Linked DNA regions of Columba livia: region 2 is linked to region 1. The links are chromatin contacts, called in public Hi-C maps. All regions are on one chromosome and are shown on one strand. Each heading gives the region's core, a stretch centred on a gene start, on an enhancer-like site or on the middle of the called end of the contact. The rest is flanking DNA. Distances are from core to core; before and after follow the strand shown.

What was found. Hi-C and Micro-C count contacts between places; a contact is called where the count stands out from the background.
Region 2: a contact with region 1 is called in a Hi-C map of crop, with 2.5 times the contacts expected there. The contact joins the promoter of LSM8 here to the promoter of CTTNBP2 in region 1. A contact is called at or near these places in 2 of 2 Hi-C or Micro-C datasets (crop and liver).

Annotation. Positions count from the first base shown.
Region 1 is chr1:185,779,686-185,784,240 of bColLiv1.pat.W.v2, reverse strand. CTTNBP2 (cortactin binding protein 2) reads left to right here and starts at 2,625. Exons shown (of 23, transcript XM_065048799.1): 1 at 2,625-2,877. The coding sequence starts at 2,809.
Region 2 is chr1:185,909,552-185,914,589 of bColLiv1.pat.W.v2, reverse strand. It overlaps LSM8 (LSM8 homolog, U6 small nuclear RNA associated), which reads right to left and starts at 3,606. Exons shown (of 4, transcript XM_065048818.1): 1 at 3,421-3,606; 2 at 2,299-2,339; 3 at 761-888. The coding sequence starts at 3,451.

The DNA of each region.
Region 1 (4,555 bases), core at 1,376-3,875:
TACCAATGACAGTGCACTATAGGAGCAGTCACAAGGTCATGCTGTCCCTCTCTCTGAACTCATTTATTTTGTGTGCAGATGCTATATTACTGAGGGGTTTGAAAGCCAGTTCTGAGAGACTGTCAGGAGCATAAACAGAGCAACCAGAGAATAAGTAAGACCTTGTCCAGTGATACAGTGCTAACAATTAAGGAAAAAACATTTCCTACTTTGAAGGTGGTACCAAGTCCAAAGGTGTTCTTCATGCAGCAAAACATGAAAGATATTTGAGCCTTACCACCATCACTGATGATGCATCAATGATTGCTATTCGGCATGAGAATCTACTCCCAGTAGCAACTGGTAATACCTAATATGGATTTTAGTGCTCTCATGCCACCACTAAGCCTTGTTGCTGTTATTAGAGTGAAGAAACATAAGCATGCAGTATAGGCTCATACAATTACAAAAATCAATAATATTTTCAAAATGTTGTGATGATTCATTTCACGGCATAAGGAATAAATATAGATCATTCCTCCTTCAAAACATACCTGTCACCTTTTTGAGCACAACAGGAGGTCAAACCATGTCCAATGTTTGTATGACGTGCTGGATATTAGTTGTCTGGGGTGGGTTTTTAGATGAAGTGTTGCTGTTCCATCTACCCTATTAAATTTTTGCTGGCTGAGATATTACCACCCCCATCTCTCTCAGAAATCACTCTAAATTTATCTTCAGATGAAGAAGCTCTCAAGTCTGAGATGGAACGCTATGACTAATCTAATATTCATTGTTATTTTGATAAATGTACACTTGGTAATTGATAAAATATCAGCTAAACCAGAGTTTATGACCTCAGCAGTGCAAGAGATAAATGGTGCAGCCTTTGCTACATCACTGTTGTGATGCAGATGGAGTTAAAATAGTACTTACACAGTATGGTGCATGAATGCTTTCTACCAATTCAGTTAGAAAGACACATAAGTAACTGTGATGGTTGATAGATTATTCTAACACAAAAGGAAAATACTGGCAATGATAATGGTAGACAGGAATCGATAAGAGAAAATATATTCTCAAACCAGTTTATAAACTTCAGTGTTTAAAACCATTTTGGAGAGAAGTAATTATGACAAAGTCCATTGGAAACAAACGACTTTTCATTGAGTTTCTCAATGGCGAAGCACCACATATTCTTTAAAATTTATGCACTAATATGAGTAATGCGTGGTACTTTGCTGTCAGTAAGGTAATATCCTTATATATCCTAAAACCAACTAAATGGTATTAGGTTTCTGTGAACTGAGAAAAAAAGTTGTTTTAGGCTCTGTGTTATCAATGGAGTTTCTCAGCTTTGGTGGAGGAAGGGATGTGAGCAGTCACTATAGTTATCAAAAGTGTAAAGCTTGAGTAGGAGGAGAGCTAGATGATTTTTAAGGAAAAAACAGTCCCTAAATCCAGAAAGGATCTGTTTTACTGTATTTTATGTGCCCTGTAATGGTTTCTATGCACTGCCTGCTGCTCATTCTGTTCAGTGTACAGTTACAGTTGGGGCCTGTTCTACTAATCACTTGTTAGTTGTCCTTCTGGTGAAGCACAGGCTAAGAAACTAATGCATGTTTTTACTTACATCCTTAGGTACACCATGCTTAGAAGAACACTTGGTGTCTTTGATCAAGGGAAGTCACTGGCCCATTTCTGTCTCATTGTGATGCCAAGGGAGTTCAGCATGAGCCCAGACCTGCAGCAGCACTATGAAAGGAGGAGGCTGGCAAGGCTCAGAGAAGCCTGCTGTTGGTGGAAGTTGTGTGTGGCTGCAGAATACACAGTGAGGCAAATTCAGCTAATAATGGATGCAAGTTGGCTGTAGAGAAGGGTACATTCAGATTTGGATTCAGTGTAGAGCCCACTGGGCAGGTTCCCATTGCGTGGGTAAAGCAGTGGGGCAAGACCTTGAGGAACAGCCCCTGGAGACAGACAGTGTAGCACAACTGGAGGGGGTTATCTTGGAGGGGAACATATGATTTAGCCTGTGTAGTAGCAGGTTCAGCTCAGCAGCCCAAACCTTCCTCTGTAGGAATCAAAACAGGTTTAGGCTTCAGTACCAGCCTCACAAGGCAAAGGGCAGCCCCAGGCCTGGGGGCGCTCCACGGCTGAGCAGCCCTGAAGTGCTGGGCCTGACTCCATGGGCCTGGATGAAGGTCCATGCTCACACAGGCTCTGAAGTCACCCTGTCTTGAAAACAAGTCACCAAGCAAGGGCTGAGGAGAGGTGACTCCCTTTGCCAGCACCCCCAGAAAGAAAAAGGGACAGAGATGTTCTTCCCTCAAAGGCTTCAGCTGGTTTCAGGATCTCACCAGGCAGGTGAGCCAAGGCCGCTGTAAAAGCCCTTTTTTCCCACCCCATCTATAACCATCCGCCTGCTCCCAAGCCACGGCAGAGGGAAGGAAGGCGAGTGGTGCCTGCGTGCTCCGGGGCAGCGCGGTGGCGGGGGCCCTCCCCTCAGCCACCACTGCGCCCCGGCAGCCCGCGCCGGGGTCCCGGTCCCTATCCCCCTCCCCCGCCTGGTTCGGGGCCGCCCTATGGAGGACGGGGAAGGGGTGGGTGGGGAAACCCGAGCGCCCGCCGGCGGGAGTCGCTCGCCTCGGCCGGCGAAGGGGGCGGCTCGGCTTCGGCAGCCCCGCCTGCGTCGCGCCGGAGGGGTTAAGCGCCCCCGCTCACCGGTGGGCTTTTTGCCGGCGGGGAGGGGGTTAAGCGCCTGGCGGCGGCAGCTACTGCCACTCGGCTCCGCGCCGCTCTCCGCGCCGGAGCCGTTACAGCGGGAAGATGGCGACGGAGGGCGCGAGCGGCGAGCCGGGCTCTGACGAACGGGAGGACTTGGCGGCCACGGCAGCGGTAACCGGCTCGGCGAGAGCAGAGGGGGGGTTCGACCCAGCCGCGGCGAGGAAGGCTTCCCGTGGGGATGGGACGAAGCGGCACTTAGAGACCTGCCTCCCCCGCTCTGTCCCTCCGCCCTCCTTCTCCCCCGGGGCGGGACAGGGCTCGCCTGCGACAGACCTGCAGGCGAGCCCCGTCCCGCCCCGGGGGAGAACAGAGAGGGGCGCGGGGTCTCCCTCTCTGCCGACCTCCCTCTTCCCCTCCACGGTGTTGGCGGGTTCCCCCCCCTCATTGTTCCTTCCCGCTGCTCCGGGGCGGGCTCGGCGTGGGGCTCCGGTGAGGGGGCACAGAGAGGGGGCTCCGCTCCCCGCTCTCGCCTCTCGCACCCACCCCCCGCTTTCCCGCCGCTCGCCAGAGCGAGCGCGGCTGCGCCCCGTTTCTCCGGGCGGGCTGAGGTGGTGACAGCGGCCGGGGCGTTGGGAGCTGTCAGACCAGGGCGAGGGTGGGGGAAACGTTGATCTTTAGCTCTTTGCTTGGCTCGCAAGGCGCTTGATTTCTCCTTCTTCCCTCCCGTGTGGCGTTTTCGACGCTGGGACAGCGTCCTTGCCCCTCCCGCCCCGAGCGCTGCTGTGTGGAGGCGTCTCGGCTGCCCGGGCCTCTCGGCAGCGGGGCTGCGCCCCCGGGGCAGGGTCTGACACCCCGCTTAAAATATCCCCCCAAACCCGAGCAGAGCCCCCGTCCCCGACGTTTGTTCCCCGCGGGTGGGTGAGGCGCCTGAGGAGGTGCCGGGCGCGGTGTGGTGCCCGCCGGTTAAAACGGTGTCGGGTGGAGGCTGCGCTCCCCTTGGCGAGCGCTGGGCTCCTCTCACTGGCCCGACCCCCCGCCAGGAGAGCCGAGCTTCGCCCTCTCGGGCGGGCCTGCTCGTCCAGTGGGCCCCGGCTCCTGAGCCCTGCGGAGCGAGCCCTCTCGGCCCGGCAGCTCCCCCGCGCACGGCGCATCCCAGACCCGGTGGTCAGACGCGCCCGCGGAGCGCCCGGGGCTCCCCAGCCCGCGTTAATGGCCTGGGTGACAGCCCTTGTCAGGTCCCAAATCCGGCGCTCAGTGTTCGGCCTCGCAGCCACATGCAAAGTTCAGGGCAGGAAAACTGCTGAGGCGCACGGTTTGCTTGGGATCGTTTCTGAAGGTAGATGACCCTCGAAGGAAGGGGGCACTGGTTTCTGTGAAATCAAAGTTATTGCTGGCATTTTTTACTATTATTTTGTTTGTTGTTTTTGTTGTTTGTTTGTTTTTTTCAAACAGGCACTAATTCCTATCTGAAACCCTGTTCCAGCTGTGCACTCAATCTTCCTTGTGTGTTTTAACTTATGCAGTGTTGTGGAAATTGAGTTTTATTTTAAGAAAGTAAACCTTACACAGTGAATATTTGTAACATCACTGTCTTTTAAAACAGTGGCATAACTGTGACATAAATGAATAGTAAGGTAAGAATTCATAAAAGCAGACTATTAAATACTTTAAACCTCCAGTTTTGAGTAAATATATTTATACTAAATTCTTTAGTATACTCATATTGTTAGTGCTATAAGTTTTAGTTTTAAAAGCTCAGATGAGTAGCTTGTAATCAAGTAACACTCCAATATTGACCTGTTGGGTAGTGCTGTGAAAGCCACTCATGCAATTTAGTATTCTCCTTGTG
Region 2 (5,038 bases), core at 2,357-4,856, 130 kb before region 1:
TGGTTGTGATAAAAAATAATCTCATTTTTTGCAATCAGTTTCAGAATGCTGCTGCAAAAGTTACCTTACTAGCAGACCCACTTACCAGGCCTTATTTCCACTTGTCTTGTAACCTTCCCATCTGTTTGGCACACAAACTACTTTCCTCTGCATTTAATGAGCTTTTACTTTCATTTTGTCATGGCATTTTACATCAAATATCAACTCATATCTTTGATCTGTCACTACACTGGCTTCAACAGTTGTTACACTGTCGAGCCAGAACCTTTATGCATTTCTGAGATTTATAAAGTGGTCCCTGTGAACACTATATCTAAAAAAATCCTATTCAAAGTCAAATTTGTATAGCAGATTGCTGATATTTTGCACACAAGTTCTATCTCATCTTTTGTTCATCCTTCTATATTTTTTCCTCCATCAACAGATCCTGCCTTTCACAGACTGTAATAAAGTCAAGAAAGGAAAATGCTGAACTTTGTACTGACCTACTGACTGCCATCAGTATATTAACTGGTTAATTCAGGGTGCAGTAAATCTAGACTAACAACATCTTGTCATTAGAATGCAATCACTTCTTTAACAGAAGCATAGCTATTTGCTATGTAATGTGCCTCAGCTTTGACATTACTATAAGTGCTACCCACAGATATGAAAATATAAGACATCTGAGGCTATCAAGGTGTATATAGATACATTACGTGTATATATGCACACACATCATTTTTATCAACTGGTTAAAACAAGAAGATGCCATACTTACACATTATCACCTCTTACAATGTATAATCCTAGCACCACTTGCTCAACTCCTTGTGAAGAACTGAAGACTCGTTCATGGCTTTCATCCAAAATCAAGTTAATGGTTTGATCAAAACCTTTGAGGGTTCCCTGAAAAAAAACACACAAAAAGAAAGCACTCCAATTACCTTTTAAATTTATCACCTTTGCTCTCAAGAATACCTCAAACAAAGTGGTAATACTAAGGTACTAGAGGACAGATGCTCTATTTAGGTTTTACTGTTAGGCTTAAACACTAACAGCTGGAGAATTAAACTTGAAAGCAGTAAGCAATTTAAAAAATATCAATATTTACTATTGAATGTTCTTGTGAAAAGCTAGAGTAAAGTTTAGCATTTAATGAAGTTTCCCTTTTACCAATGACGGTGCTCTGGACAACTAATGTTACTATTTCAACACTATTCTAGCCTTCCTTGTACGGAAGTTTCTGGAAATCAAGTAATTCATTAAATCATATAACAGAAAAAATAGGTTCTTGTGGTCAACAGTAGTAAAATAATTCTTAACATTCAACTTTAAGTGGTCTCTCTTTGAAGGAGAATAGCTTGGTTCCACAAAACTACTAAAAAAAAAAAATAATTCAAGACACACACAAAGAATTTCTGTGCCACTTCAATACACGTTTGGAAAAATGATAGCATAATCGATCTGTGTAATTTACCATCAGTAACTGATCAAGAAATTTAAACTCACGTAAAACTCCATAATTCCAACAGTGATAATATCCATTTATATCATCTAACCATGTAATGAGCCACATACTTTCTATCAAAAAGATGAGAATGAAATTGGTGTATCTTGTATCACAACACAAAGTTTACTAGACTGACTCCAACCAGACAGAAGATTAGGTGAAGCTAGCATATTTCTGCTAAAAGTACTGTTTTCTCTTCCCAGAGGCCACACAAAGGTAAGTACAGACAGAAAGATATATGCCTCATGCTATGGTCATACCAGTATTTTAAACTCAAAACAAGAAAAAGTAATACATGGGCATGGGGGTAGGAATACAAGAAAAAAAATGCAGAAGCAATAAGAACACAGCATTATACAGTCTAATATATAAGTTTTCCAATCCTCAGTTTTTCACACTTAAACAGAATGCCATAGCAATTCTTCAGCAATTATCAGTTCTCCTGTAACTATATGGAAGAAATGGTTTTATAACGAAAGCGGAAGAGTTCACCGAACAAAGAGGACATTTTAGATATAAATCAAATTACTGAACAGAGAAAGAAATGCATTTTCTTGTGCGTTCCTACAGTAAAGGTCATTTGATAAAAGGTCAAAGTACACAAGTTTATTAATGGACAAAGTTGATTGGCAAGAACAAGTAAGAGTTTAAATTGTACAATATAAAATAATGGCCATAAAGTTTTAAAAAACGCTCTGTAAAGGTGTGAACATGTAATTGATAATATCCTGGCATGTTGTTTTTTTATTGCCATGGTGGAAAGCCCTTAAGAAGGTAAATAAAATGTTAAAAAATAGATGTCTCACCACAATCATTCTTCCATCAGAAGTAATTACTGCAACAGTACCTGATAGTTCATTAAGGAAATGTTTAGACATCTGAAATAGAGTTGTTAATGTTTTCTGCAACATTCATATGTAAATTAAGTTTTAAGAGACATTAAGAGCCAAAAAAGCCTATCAACGCTTCTTTAAGCAGCATGGTTAATAGTGACATTTGACAACACAGTATTATTTATGACAATCTGTTTTAAAGTTTCACTTTACCCAGCCATGGAGAATCACAGACAAGCATGAACACCATTGAAAGCAGATTAAAGATTCACTTCTCTTCCCATTACTCATCACACTACTACTACTGAAAGAACATCAACAGTTTTATAAACACTTTAACCTAAGCCTTTAAGAACAGCTTAGCAGTGGGGATCTCAAGTCTGGCATTCTACAGTCCTCACATGGATAGCGTGACTACGCCAATTGGATGATCACATATCCATCATCCTGAATGATTCTGGGTTACAACCTTAGCGCTTGTGAATAAAATTGAAAATGGCCATGGGTTATCAGGAGTACAAAAAGCTGGCAAGAAAAGGGCTCGAAGAACACTAACTCACAGCTTCTGAGCAAATGATGTAAAGCTGATAACTAAACACACGTTAAGAGCCCTTAGAGTGGCCAGGCTCATTGTAAATCTCGTCCCTCGTCGCAGATCAAGCAAGGGCCGGGTGTGCAGCACTTGACGCTACCGGGGACCCGATTCCCTGGGCCTCCTGTAACCTCCATTCTACCGCCAAGCCAGTCTTAGGAGAAACCCACAGCGCCAAGCGGGAAGGCCCCAAGCAGCGACACCGCCCGCGGGAGTGGGACACGGGCGGCCAGAGGCCCCGGCCAAAAAGCTTCGCACAGGCCGTTCAGCAGCCTGGCTGGGGCTGGGGACCCCTTCGCAGCGCACACCCTGCCGGGCCCGCAGGTGACCGATCCCCGCAGCAGCTCTGGCATCCAACCCCGCGCCGCGCTGCAGCCACCAGCCCGGCCCTCAGCGCACCGAGTCGCTAGGGCCCCTGCCCCCCGCCGCCCCGCATCCTCACGGGCGTGAAGGAGAGAACAGGTGCGTTCCCACGGCCCTCGGGGCTGCCCCGGGAAGGATACGGTTGATGTAGTTCTCCAAGGCGGAGGTCATGGCGGCGGCTCCCGCGCTTTGCCTCACACCGGCGCCACCAACCGCCAAACACCTCCCGCGAGACGACGGCGGCAGCGACACTTCCGGCGCGCGCCGCTGACGCGCGGCCCGCCGCGCAGGCGCACGACCACGCGCGACAGCGGCAGCGCGACAACGGGCTCTTGCGGGTGCGCATGCGTGAGGAGGCAGGCGGAGACTAGTTGAGTGGGCTGTACCAAGTAGCGATCGCAGGGGGTGGTGCCGAGGGGGGGGTTACACTGCCCCTCCGTGGCACATGGCACCGTTCGCTTACGGAACCCCCGCGGCCGCCATCGCTGGGGGATTTGTGTGGGGAGGGAGCGCTCGGCGGGGAGCGACAGCGCCCTGTCCGTACCCAGCCTGAGGTCCGTACCCGCCGCGGCTTCGCTGCCTGGGTGCAGCTGACACAGGAGCCACTTAGCCCTCAGTTCCCTGCGGCGTGAGGCGGGCGGGGAGGGGGCTGCTCCTTGAGGTCCCGTGCAGAAGTGGTTTGTGTAGGAAATGGCGGGTTGCTGGGAGTGGGAAGACCAGGCTTGGGAAAGGTGTTTTTGCGGTGCCCAGATGCCGTGCTGTGAAGCGCTTGGCACCGAGGCAGCTGCTTGGGCCTGGGCTGTGGTCTGGAATAGCAGAGTTGTGCTGCTGCATTAGAAATGCAGCGGTCAGGCTCTACAATCCAGGCAAAACTATACTTCTTTTTAAAAAGATGGGCAGTGTCAAGTAAGTGCAGATTCTTGTGCAGAAGTTTGGATTTTATGCTTACAGGCATCTCACCATAACCTGTAAATGTGAGAATGGCAAATAGGGATGTCCCAACGAGCTCGTCCTCTTTCACTTGTGTGTAATTCCAGCAGTCACTGTCATTCTTCCCTTGCCATTCTGGTGGCCTGGTATTTCTTCTGATGCATCCCTGGTTATTACTGCCTTCCATACTTGACAGTGTACATGATGCACACAGTGTTGGCCCAGAGGCTGTGCAATGTGAGTGTACAGAATCTGCTGGATTCCGTGGTGGCACTGGAAGACAGTTTTCAGGAATGCAGGGAACCAGGCGGACTTCACACAAGAAGAGATACCTCAGGAAATTGTTAAACGTTCAGTAACAGAACTAAGTTAAGCTGCAAAACTCATCCTGTTGCTTTACTCATGGGAGATAATATACTCATTGTTAGTATGCAACAGGCTTTCAGAATCATACTGCAGTATGTTGTACAGACATCCTCTGCATCACAATGTATTCAGTCAAGTATGCATCTCTCTAATGGTATTTAATATATAACAGTGTGCTGATGATACATAAAGTCTTACACAGGTATAACCTTATGTAACTGTCTACCAGGCTTCTCAAAGCGTGAGCTCAATGCTGCTGTGTCAGCACCATTGCTTGAGTCGTCTTCATGGAGTCAGATAAAAATAAATGTTCTTCAACCTGCTGTCTTTGACACTATTGGCTGTTTATTGCACCAGACACCAACCTTTTCTGATGTAACACTATATGGGAAAAATTCCTTCAAAGTATAAAAACAGTGGGCCATTTCCAGTCTAGTATATTGTGAAATGAAATGGTACATA